3 separate regions of the Mus musculus genome follow, and regions 1 and 3 are each linked to region 2. Evidence: chromatin contacts called from public HiChIP or PLAC-seq data. All regions are on one chromosome and are shown on one strand. The core of a region is the stretch at or near the end of the contact, and the rest is flanking DNA. Distances in the headings are between cores, read along the strand shown.

Region 1 (4,076 bases), core at 542-3,041, 370 kb after region 2:
ACCAATAAAAATATTTACAAACTGAATTTAAAACATTAAAAGGATACAGGATGACTTGTCAATATAAGTATATCCATAGATCCAAAGAACAAATAAAATAAATCACACAATCATTATGGAGAAAGGGCCTTTAATGTATTTCTATTGTTTTCGAAGTATGTCTTGAAGATAGTAGTAGTATACATGAAGACCCCTGACACTGATGCTCAAATATGCTGCTTCATGCAGCATGTGAAAGAAGGTTCTCGAAAAGAAGCTGCATCTCCACGAAACATGCTGCAAAGAGAGTTAACTGGATGAAAATGGCCCCAAAGACTCACAGGGCGTGGTCCTGTTAGGAGGTGTGCTCTCTCTGGAGTAGGTGTGGCCTTGTTAGAGGAAGTATGACACCAGGGTGGGCTTTCTTGCTGCCTGCTGATCCAGGTGTATCTTCGGCTATCTATTTCTCCAACACCATGTGTGCCTTGGCGCCACCGTGCTTACCCCTGTGATGATAATGGGCTAACTCTGAACTGTGAGCCAGACCCAAGTAAATGGTTTCCTTTATAAGAGTTGCTGTGGTCATGGTGTCTCTTCACAGCACTAGAAACCCCAACTAAGACACCAACCAAAAGGCTAACAGTGTCATTACGTAAGGTGGGAGGCCTCCAGCAGAAGTACCTCCACTCTGCTTCAACCTGCCCACCTAATGTCCCCAGCAATGTCTGTGAAAGGTGTCTTGATTTATGGCTTTGTTCTGTTAGTACAAAGGCTTTGTTAAACTGCTTCCGTGTGAGAACAAGTAATTTGAGGTAACCTAAATGTGTCCTCGGGCCACGCTCATTCATATTTGTCTACAGAATAAGCTTTCTCCCTTTGAGGTCAGAACTGTAAGTTTTTGCTCAACCATCACACGTCACTGTTTGTTTCTGGACTGCAATGCAGCTTTGTTCCTAAGTTATAGTCTCTTGTTATGAAGCCTGGAGGTTTAGAACCAACTCCATGCTGAGTTTAACTGCTCCTCAGTAATACATCCAGCACAGATGATTTCATTATGGAATGTGGCCTGGCTACTTTGCAGTATTTTCTGAGGCATAGGAAGCTTTTATCATAAAAATCAAAACAACATTAATCTGCAAACGTGTCACTTTACTTTCACTGCCAAGGAAAAAAGATAAAAAGAAGAAACAAACTGAGATAAGGCAAACCTATACCAAAAACCTCGACCAAAACAACAATCAAAGCAGCTCCCTCCGTCCCTCCCCTCGGGGCAGTCGGGTTTAGGAGCTGAGGTTTCAGAGTCTACTTTACTTAATTGCTAAAGGCAAGAGCACAGCAGGGGGTTTGAACCTCCTTCTTTGTGGCTCCCGGCTCTGCTTCTGGCGAAAGCAATCTTTAAATTCAGTGCTCTCAAACAGGCCCCACAGGCCCCACCGGCCCCTTGCTGTTCAACTTGGAGAAGATTTAAACTGGTAAAGAGCAGGCCGCTGTCTGCAGGACAGGTGAGACGGGCTCAGATTTCACAGCTGGCTGGGAGGCGAGCTAACACAAAGCATCGCAGGGGTGTTTTCACACCTTTATAAACAGTCTGTGTTTAAACACCACCCGTACAGTGCTTCTTTCCCAGTCCCTCAAAGCTGGCCACTGCTGTGTGTTTAATTACACTCCTAAATCTGAAAAAATCAAAACAGCCAGCAAGGTTGATCTGCATTCTTTGGCTGGAGCCGCCGCGTGTGCAAAGCCAACCTGCCCGGGCTCCTGTTTCTACTTTCCTCAGTGCAGCCTGCAGCCCAGCCAAACCTCCTCCTGGAGGGCGGCGAGCACAGAGCACAGAGCACACCAACTGCCGGCGCGAGGAAGCAGTCTTCCCCACCACACACTGTATTGAGAGCCATCTCTTGGCAATGCAAACATGTTTCTGGGCTTAGTGCCACTCAGACAACACACACACACACACACACACACACACACTGACAGAGAAACCGGTTTGGTCTTGTTCCAGGGCTCAGTCCAAACAACCGAAGTTAAATGTAGCTTTCATTGTTGATGCCTTTCTGTGTCAAATATCAATCTTTCCGCAAAAGCAGCAGGGACGGATGTAGCTATGAAGAAGGTTTTCCCTCCCCCACTCTAAAGAGGAAAATATATTTCACTCTCTAAGGGAGCATTTGCTAAAGAAGGAAGCAATGAAACAGAGGCCACAATGTTTTAGAATTTTAAAAAATAACACCAGCTGTGGCGCACGCCTTTAATCCCAGCACTTGGGAGGCAGAGGCAGGCGAATTTCTGAGTTCGAGGCCAGCCTGGTAAGTTCCAGGACAGCCAGGACTACACAGAGAAACCCTGTCTTGAAAAAACAAACAAACAAAAAAATACAATTCATGCTAGGGCTGTCAACTTTCCCAGGCAGAGTAACCCCAGAGAACAGTTAAGCCCCAAACTTGCTACAGAGCTGATGGGAAAAGCTGTGAAGACCCGCAGAGCCTCTGCACCCCTCCCAGGGCAGGCCCTTGCTCTCCAGCATGATGCAGGTCCACCACAAGGAAGAGAAATGGCATACAAAGGCACAGAGGCATGCAGCCTAGAGCAAACTGCTGCAGGTCTCCCTTGCCGGCTCCAAACACTCCAACACCACACTGTATTATCAGAAACAAACAAATCAAATGTCTCCTGACCACTCCCCACCCAACGTCTGCCCAGGTGAGGCTGCCCATGAAGGTGGGACCAAGCAGGGTGGGTAGTTAGTGATCTGGGCACTTCCTCCACACTAAGGCAGAGTCACTTTAACCAGTGTAAGAAATACGCAAAAGGAAAGAACAAATGGATCTACAGCGCTGCTGTCATGCTTTCCATGATAAGATTGTAACAAAAAATTAACTTGACTACTTATTTTTAAAAATCTTCTTAAACTTGAAAATACTAACTAGTATGTATAAATGTGAAGTGACTTCATCTGACATGAAATATGAACTCTGAGAGCTCCAGGGAAGTCTGTACAATACTTCTTTCCTGCATTGGATTTTGTACATTGACCAATACAAAAGCACTTAATAAAAATATCCTTGGTGCTCCAGACTTAAAACTGCTCACAGGTTCCCTCCCTCATGGCTGCTCTGGTGTAACTGTTCCTGGAATCCATGCACAGAGGCCTTCAGTCCTTGGTTGCTCGGGGTGGCACTACTGGGAGGTGCCGCCCACACAGAGCCCATGGATGAGTGCTAGACCGCTTCACAGACTGCCCCAGACAGAATTATGAGATGCTGACCCTATCTATCTATCTATCTATCTATCTATCTATCTATCTATCTATCTATCTATCTTGCCTTTTCCCTTTCTGCTTCCTGGCTGGTGATCTGAGCTGCTCCACCCCACCCTCCACCCACAGCCCAAAGCATGGAGCCAGCTGACCCTGCACTGACCTTTTTTCTTTACAAATTAACTCGGGTTATTGTGTTAGAGCAACAGAAACTGGCACCCAGATCTAAGGTAGGACTGTCAACTGAGCTCTGCTAAAGTCAGTTATGGCCAGACGGTGCGCAGCAGTCCGTGAGGTGTGAGGGGAAACTGCTCGCTCTCTGTTGTTGGTGCTAACTTATCTTCCCTCACTGTCCCGAGCTCTCAGTGGATACAAAGCAAATGGCAGGAGCACACCTCTGTTGTTCAAGCATGCAAACTCAGTATAAGCTGCCGAGATTGAATGTTAATTAAAAATAAAATCAATTAGTAATAATTAGCAAACCATAAGTATTCCATCAGAAGTTTGGGTGAGTCACTGCAGGTCTGAGATTTTCATCTACTCGACTTCCACAGACAATTCTTCTCAGCACCTCTCCTGAAACTCAGGTCACACAGACCACTTCAGACTAACCCAGAACAGAACAGGTCTGAGGAAGGACAGACAAGACTGCCAAGAGACGAGAGACACACAGCTAACTTCTCCAAGCCTGTGGCTCTTGACACCGAGTGTTCACACAGTCCGACTCTGACAGAGGAACGCAGGTGTCCAGCTGCTTCCTGTCCCCCTCAGTGATGCAGTCAGTGTGCAGCTCTGAGAACCATGCCTTCATATAATGGGGTTACTTTCTTTCAAAATGCTG
Region 2 (3,906 bases), core at 1,238-3,737:
GGATCTGTGTGAGGATGAGGCCAGCCTGACCTATACAACAGCCAGGACTATGTAAAGAGACAGTGTTTCAAATAAATATGCAAATTAATAATGATGATGATGATGATAGAGAAAGAGTAGGGGAGATGGAGGGGGAAGGGGAGGAGGAGGGAGAGGGATGAAAGAGAGGGGAAGGGACTGGGAGAGGTAGAAGGAGGGATGGGAAGGGGAGGGGAGAGGAGGAAAGGGGAGGAGGGAATGGGGAGAGGGAGGAACAGGGAGCGGGAGAGGGATGGACTGAGAAGGGGAGATGTAATGGGGAGGGAGAGGGAAGGAGCAGGGACACAGGGAGAACCTACCTGTTTTCCCCAATGGCTTCTTTGCACTCTTGGTGTGAGACAGCACAGCTGGGGTCACTTGTGGTTCCCTTGTTTCCTTTTCTTGCTCCTTCTCACTGTGGGCAGACCTGTAGGTGTCAGGGGCTCTCACTTTCACTTTCCTATGACTAAAAGCAGGCTGCTTTCTCAAGTCCCCTCAGCCCCTGCATCTTCTCTGGTGAAACATCATCTCGAATCTCTTGCTGCTTTATGGTGATATGATTTTATTTTAAAAAGATTTGTTTTAAATTGTGTGTTTGTGTGTGTGTCTGTGTGGGGAGGGGCAGGATATCCCCAAGTCCAGGGACCCCCCGGGGGTCTGGATGCACATGGAGCTGGAGTCGCAGGCTGCTGGGAACTGAACCCTGGTCCTCTGTGAGAGTGCTGCATGCTTTAATCATTGAGCAGACTCTCTCCTGCCCAAGAAAACTCTTTATATATTGTTAACACACGTCCTTCAATAGATGATTGCACTCTAAGTATGTTCTTCAGTTCCTAAATTGCTTTTGGTTTTCTTAGTGTCCTGAAGAGCACACATTTAAAATGCCTTGAGAAAGTCCAAATCAATGGGGTTTTTCTCTCTTATTATTCAAACTCCTAAGAAACTGTGGCTTTCACACACTTATAAAGATATTTATTCTCTTATAAAGCACTGCATATTTGTTTATTTAATTTGTCTCCATTCACTTTCACAAAGTTATAAAGTAGTACAAGGTGCTGGAGAGCATTGGAATAAAACCAACTGACTCATCCGGGATGCTGGCACTCTCCTGCCAGCCCAGCAGTGGGAGGTGAAGCAAGCCCTCTCCCCCCTCTCCCCCCCCTCCTCTCCCTTCCCCTCCTCCTCACTCCCCCTCTCTCATCCCTCCCCACTCTCTCCCTCCCCTCCCCCTCTTTCCCTCTCTCCCTTCCTCATTTTGGTTCTTAGACAAGATCTCATATGTAGCTAAAGCCAGCCTCAAACTTCTCGGTACTGGGATTTTAGGTGTGAGCTACCATGCCCACCTTTGCTGGTGAGTTTCCTATGAGACCATATGATAAACACACTGGTGATAGAAATGCACACACTAGTGATAGAAACACTGGTGATAGAAACACTGGTGATAGAAACACTGGTGATAAACATGCTGGTGAGAGAGACACTGGTGAGAGAGACACTGGTGAGAGAGAGAACAAAGGCGCACACAAAAGGCCCTGATTGACCCATCACAGCAGCTCTCTGCCTGTTCTCAGGCTCATCAGTGAACTAGTGAACATACTGTCCCTGAGCTAGACCTGCGCACACAGAAGACCTTCACCCTCGATGCCATTGTCACGCCTAGCCAGCAGCACATGCGAGCCCTAGTCAGATGCTGGAAGCATCCCTGTGGGTACTCCTTGCTGTTATAGGAGCATTCCTCATATCTCAATAAGCCCCATGCTTTACTGCTGGCGGTATACATTCCTAACAAAAGGTTGGGGGTGTTTATAGTTTGTTGGAGCTATGTGTCAACAGATTCCTTCCAAACTTCTAAGAAGAGCATTACCTCAAATTATTTTTACCACAAAAAGACCATCTTTAAAAAATGGTCTTCTGGTTGCTGCTGTTTCTGTTTCAAACGGTCAAGTGTAGAAGAGTTTGGTGAGTTTGCAGCTCCTGCTTGCCTGGACTCTTCTCATTCTGGGCCATGCCAACCACGGTCTGGTCCCACCGTGGGACTCAGGACAAATGGACTTACCTGGCACTCTCCTTTTTCAGTCAAGAAGGTTTTGAAATTTATAGCTTAGATGCTCTCAGCCTAGATAGCAACATACCTGCATCTCCCATATTATTTGTATGTCATTTTTAATGTTGTTAGTTTTTCAGGCTTAGATTCCTGGGTCAAATATTTAATAAGTGATCTGGGCTCAAAGGCTGGTTTAATAAGACATTTAAATTGGCCACTGAAAAAGGTGGTTCTGGATCCTTGTGAAAATTGCTAAGCTACAAGCTCAAAAGCCTCTTTATGTCTTCTGAGGTGACTTCCCCAAAGAATGTAAACACAGAAGACTGACTTTGAGGTCAGGAGGTTTCAATGATAAAGGGACTTTTGCTGTCTGATCCCTAAGCTGCATTGCTTGGTGCGGCTTCTCTGCTGAGACATCCTGAGAGTATCAGATGACTCACTCAGGCCTGACTGATTTAACCACACACAGCTCACACAGATCGGCTCCTGCTGTATACTCAGTCGGATGCTTGGATGCCTGCCTGCTCCTGAATTACTTTTTTTCTCTCTCTCCATGCTTGCCCAGGGTATGACATTTTTTCCCCCAGAGACAGGACAACCGGTACTTGGCATAAAAGAAGAATTCCACTTTCCGATGACACAGGGACATGGATATCTCTGGGTGTCAACAAGCAAGTCTTTCTATTTCTCCCTCTCCCATTTCAACAGATCTCATAGTTTCTAAGCATGGGCACGGCACGTAAAGGGTCTGTGCCAATCCATGTTGCCCTTGGTGAGGTAAAGCCTACTTCTACTGGCTTGTTCTGGAGTATAGTGGGTTATGCCCTGGAAAAGGCTGTCACTTCTCTGAGCTGAGATCAAACCCAGGGCCTCACAGGCTCTAAGCCAGCGCTCCACCTCTGAGCTCTGCTCACAGTTCAGTTACCTAGTTTAACTCGATTGTCTCCTACTTCCTGTAATCTGCTCTCTGCTGCAGAAGAGGTGGAAAGAAGAAAAGTGAAACAGAAAGTAAGAGGTGGTGGTGTGGAAAGGGATGCGGGAGGCAGTACTGAAGGCCAGGTACAGTACAGGAGGGTGAAAGGGTCCCGAGCTCCGGCCTTCATGCCCACCCCAAACCCCTCCCAACCATTTTAAGCACAGTGCACAGGCCTGCGCTTATCGATATACAGCCTGAAGCTGTTGTTCTCCATCGGAACTGTTTAAATGTCATCTAGAAGGTTCTGAAGCTGCCTAGTGTAGTACCACGCCCTAACTTTAGTCAGGATGGCTTAATGGGTGAAATGCAGATGGGGCAGCATCTTTACAAACACTTCACCAGGGTCAAGTCCTAGGGGAGCTTCAGGGGTCCTTAAAAGTGGGGACCCCCACTTTGCATCTTCTCCTTGGGAGGCTGGGAAAGTCCTAAAGGCTGTTCAGCAAAGACGAAATCCCCACTTCTGTTTTGTGAAAAGGAAAGAGGAGCTGGGGGTGGTCGCCCTGGGAAGCCCCTAGCTCACAGAATTCTCCTAACCTCTCCACAGTTGCTGCCACTGGGGGCCTCCCAATGGGTGGGAACACTGCTTCTCCTGGCTCCTCAAAGCCTTTCAGGACCTTTGGAGATTTTACAATGGACCTTTTCTCAAGCGAGATTTCAGAGAAGCTGTCCCGTGATTTTCTGATTTGGCATGGATTGAGACCTGTCTGTCCAGCAGTGCGAGGCTTCTGTGGGGTTTGTAGTGCATTTCTTCAGCATAATCATAGTATGGTTTACAAGTGTCATGGGTGCAGACAGAATGCAATCCGCTTTAACACTGCGTTTGCACTGTCAAGGTCTTGGGGCAGTTAGAACCTTTCTAGCAGAGTGC
Region 3 (4,230 bases), core at 18-2,517, 340 kb after region 2:
TTCGATGACTCTATATTACCAAAGAAATGAAGTCTAACCCTGAGTGTAGCATACAAAGGTGTTCACAAACTGTTTCCTCTCATTTGCCAGTGGGGTTTTGTGTGTATGTACATTTTCTATGATAGTGTCAAAGCATTGGACAAACTCTCAAACTGCTAGCATGGTCCTTCCTGGCCTTTGCTTTCATCTTCCAAAGATCCCTAGTTTGAGGCCCTCAGTCACTCAAACCCTAAGGGGACCTTCCATTACCTCATGAAAGTACCATTTGCTCTAATGGAAACAAAACCTCAGCTTGTTTTATTTTGGTCATTCAAGGTTATCTCAAATCCCATGTTCCCCACAAGCTACCAGATTGTCCCATCAGAAAGGATGAATGTCTATATTACACCTCCCAACACTTGGAGGTCTGGTGATATCACTAGCGTCTCGCTCTGTGTCCATGACCATCATCAGTTGGAATTTCAGCGTCTGAGGATCATTCTTACCATGCAGCCATTGCCCTTGACAGTTTAAATTGATCTAATCACTGAACCTAGGTATCTGCCACCAGGCAGCAGCTGTTCTGTGTTCAGTTCAGGCCGTGGGGAACACAGCAGTTGTGTTTGTCTGTCCTGCATTTCTGTACCATTATGAGAGAACACACACTCACTTGATCCCAGGCACATGCCACTCATATGACAGAAACCTGAACCCAGCCTCCTATAGACCTGCCAGGTCCAGCCTAGATCAGCTGACCTATAGCTAGCCTGCATGAGAATGAAGGGGACACACAAGTCTTGTTTTAATTCACTAAGTTTGGGGCGTTGAGTCCGAGCACTACTGTGCACACGGCTAACCAGTGGAAGCTCGTGCAGTTTTGTGCTGGAGCTTCCAGGGCTTCCCTTGCACATGACTAGTTTGCTTCGCCAACTGTAAGTTACTGGTGGGTAGAGACACACTGTTTACATCTTTGTCCTGCAGTAACTCAGTACCTTCTTGCATGGCATGAACACAGTATGTATTTTTGCTGGTTGTAATTAGGTAATAATTGACTGAGGTGTAAAATCCCCAGTGGGAGTCATTAGTCAGTGATGGCATGATTATCCACGTCTACTTCCTGTGCTTCCTGCCAGGGCCTCGACGTGGGCTGACAAGCTTCCTGAAAAGCTTCCAGGAAAATCAAAGTAACAATAACCATGGAGTACTGCGCAAATAACTATTAGTCACTAGGCTGATAATGGCAGGCTATGCTTTTCAAATGTGACACAGGTCAATTAACCAAAAGGAGCTAGGACAAAAGTGTTTTCTTCTGGTGAACAGCAGGGTTGGGGCTTGTCACGCAGGGTCGGGGGATTCCTGTTCCCACCTATCTTTCTAAAGAGTATTTTCTGCGTTGCTACCGCGGATCTCAGCTACTTAGTTGTTGTTTAACAGGGTTTGTCAATGGGTTCTTAGGAGACGAGTTGGGAGTTGTGGCTGGCAAGTTACTAAGCAATGAGAAAGAAGAGGGTCCACTCCAACCTGCATCTGCTCGCCATCTGTGGTCTGGTCTCACATAACTAACGGTATAACCTCAGGACATCACGTAACTTACCTGAAATGGAAAGACCTGGGGTTGATGGACGCAGAGCTTACGTGATAGTCCATGCAGTTCATATACCGTTTTTACAGGAATGGTGGGAAGAAAGCCAAGGGCTTTAAAGATAACCATTGAGCCAAGTCAGAGTCACTGTTTATGGGAAATTCATACATAACCCTGTCATGTGTGTGTGTGTGTGTGTGTGTGTGTGTGTGTGTGTGTATGTGCACACATATGCACAGGTGTGCTGAGCTCCTGATGCCCCTCCCTCTACCTCCCAAGCCCCGAGATTAGAGATATGTGGCGCCATGCCTGGATGCCTTCTGCAATTTTATTTACAAATTTAGCAACAGCACTTTAAGTGTACAGAACAGCTGGAAGACAAGAACAAGGCGCCAAGGGGCAGAAGGGGCAGGTGCATGGGGAGGGGGCTGTCGTTACAGGAGACACTGTCAGGAGAGGAACCAGAAAGCTCTATCAGAAAGGCTGCCTTCTGAATGACCCTGTGTGCCACACAATGCTATGACGCCATCCTAAACATTCAACAATTAAAGAGGCAGTGTCATTTGCAGAGGGTGTGAATACAGTTTCATAGCACTAACACCTGTCTTTCTGGGAGCTTGCTGTTAATTCTGATCATAGCAGTTGTGGCTACATCTGGAGCCTTACAGAAGTATCCCTTTAAGAATAAAGAAATATATTTCTAAAAATTAAATTAAGTGTTTACACTTAAACAAAGATAACTCTTGGCAATGACATAGTAATCATTTTTTCTAGAAAAAGTTCCAAAATTGTGATTTTTCAATCTGTAAGTGTAAGATAAAAATAAGTTAACAAATATACCAAGAAACAAGTCAATGAATTATCATCTTGTTTATATAAAATCTGTTGATTTAAATAAGATTTTAAACTTATGTTCGTACAAAAAGAACATTAAATACCAGCCGTCTAAAGTATAGATATAAAACTACTGGTTAAAAATGAACATCATTATTGCTTATTCAAGCTTTTTGCTTTAAAACAATCATTCAAATAAGCAATGACAAAAGCAAATTAGCAATTTTATATAAATAAAAGCATATTTTAATCAGTTTGACAATCAGCTCTGAAAAAAACAAAAATTCAAATGATAAAAGTTTAAGCACCGAGGAATATTTTCTGTGATTATTTTGAAAAAAGTCATTAAAAGACAGTTCGAGCAACTGGAAATGTTTGAAGATGGAAGAAAACAGTAGATAATAATTTGACCCCATTTTAGTATCTGTGGAGTTATTGGATGATAGTAGGAACCCATTTCAATGGCTTATCATAAAAGGTGACAGTGTAGATTCATTTCGGTGCTAGAGAATCATCAGAACAGAAAATACTGAGCAGGCAATGGTAGTCCACACCTTCAATCTCGGCACTCGGGGGTGCGGAGGGCAGAGGGCAGAGGCAAAGACAGGAGGATTTCTGTAAGTTTGAGGCCAGCCTGGTATACAAGGGAGCTCTGGGACAGCCAGGGCTAAACAGAGAAACCCTGTCTTGGAAAAGTACAGAAATAAAAATGAAAGCAAAACAAAACAAAAAAACCAAAAACTAGGCACCTATTCCAGTGCAGGGGGGATCATCACAGCCGTGGCTAAGCCTGCTTTTCCTTTGGTAGAACACACTCAAGTATTATGAGAACAATGATATAATGTCTGGAATCTGCTCTTAAAATACTGCACTTAAAAAAGGGAAGCAGATGAAAATCTGCCAGAAGCTGCTGCTGCTGCTGCAGAGGGACGGTAGGTGTGGGAGTTCCCTCTGCGGCTACTCAACATTTCCACGAAATCTAAAACAAAACAGACTTTTTTATGGGGAGGGGGAACTGTTGTTACAGGAGACACTGTCAGGAGAGGAACCAGAAAGCTCTATCAGAAAGGCTGGCTTCTGAATGACCCTGTGTGCCACAGAATGATATGACGCCATCCTAAACATTCAACATTATGTGTAAATAATTTTCTCAGAAATATACAATATGACAGCTTTACACACTCCTTTTAATGCCCTCCCCCACCCGCCCCCAGCAGTTGAGAATATGGGTATTGGATTAATGAGCACTGGTTGCTTCAGGACAGGGTGTGGGCCGGGCACCATGCTCAGTGACAGCCACCCAGTCTTCACTTCCTGCTCAGTCACCTCCAGATCTAGGCTTGGCTGCATTACCCTACTTTATAGATAGAGAAACTAAGGTCTGCAGAGGTGACAGTTTCCATGGTCACATAGAGTACCTGCTCCCATGGTGACCTACACTGCTGACATGTAGGACGACTGGCGCATAAATCAAGGTCACCGCAGTGTACAATGGGAAAAGTGTAGGAAGCTGCTTGGCTGTCACTGCCACAGCCATGGGGCTCAGGGTCAGGTCTGTGCGGGCTCAGTTCCAGCACTGAACTCGGTCACAGATTCAGCCATTATTTAAGTAGAAGAGGGACAGACTGCTCCTAGAGCAAGCAGAGGCAGAGAGAACCAACACCATTGTCCTCTCACTGACGACAGTTCTACAAACTGCTTAGTTCTTTCCTTTATAAGACCATCAATGAGAGGAGTGAGTGGCCCTTTGTCCTGCGAAGGCTCTATACCCCAATATAGGGGAATGCCAGGACCAGGAACCGAGTGGGTGGGTTGGGGAGAAGGGGGAGGGGGGA

What was found. HiChIP or PLAC-seq counts read pairs in DNA pulled down with a chosen protein or histone mark.
Region 1: an HNF4G HiChIP or PLAC-seq map of pancreatic cancer cells shows a contact between it and region 2. The contact joins two enhancer-like sites. A contact is called at or near these places in 2 of 115 datasets of contacts at active chromatin or transcription factors (memory CD8 T cells and pancreatic cancer cells).
Region 3: a FOXA1 HiChIP or PLAC-seq map of pancreatic cancer cells shows a contact between it and region 2. The contact joins two enhancer-like sites. A contact is called at or near these places in 2 of 115 datasets of contacts at active chromatin or transcription factors (memory CD8 T cells and pancreatic cancer cells).

The regions. Positions count from the first base shown.
Region 1 is chr3:9,518,785-9,522,860 of GRCm38.p6, forward strand. All of the region lies in intron 2 of Zfp704 (zinc finger protein 704), which reads right to left. Among named protein-coding and RNA genes, the nearest start is that of Zfp704, 89 kb to the right of the region's middle. Within about 2 kb of position 1,792, at least 163 of the 459 cell types and tissues checked have an H3K27ac peak or open chromatin away from gene starts, as enhancers often do. A contact at or near this core is called in pancreatic cancer cells, where this site is marked.
Region 2 is chr3:9,151,349-9,155,254 of GRCm38.p6, forward strand. No RefSeq gene overlaps it. Among named protein-coding and RNA genes, the nearest start is that of Gm41996, 21 kb to the right of the region's middle. Within about 2 kb of position 2,488, at least 158 of the 459 cell types and tissues checked have an H3K27ac peak or open chromatin away from gene starts, as enhancers often do. A contact at or near this core is called in pancreatic cancer cells, where this site is marked.
Region 3 is chr3:9,496,359-9,500,588 of GRCm38.p6, forward strand. All of the region lies in intron 2 of Zfp704 (zinc finger protein 704), which reads right to left. Among named protein-coding and RNA genes, the nearest start is that of C030034L19Rik, 95 kb to the left of the region's middle. Within about 2 kb of position 1,268, at least 17 of the 459 cell types and tissues checked have an H3K27ac peak or open chromatin away from gene starts, as enhancers often do. A contact at or near this core is called in pancreatic cancer cells, where this site is marked.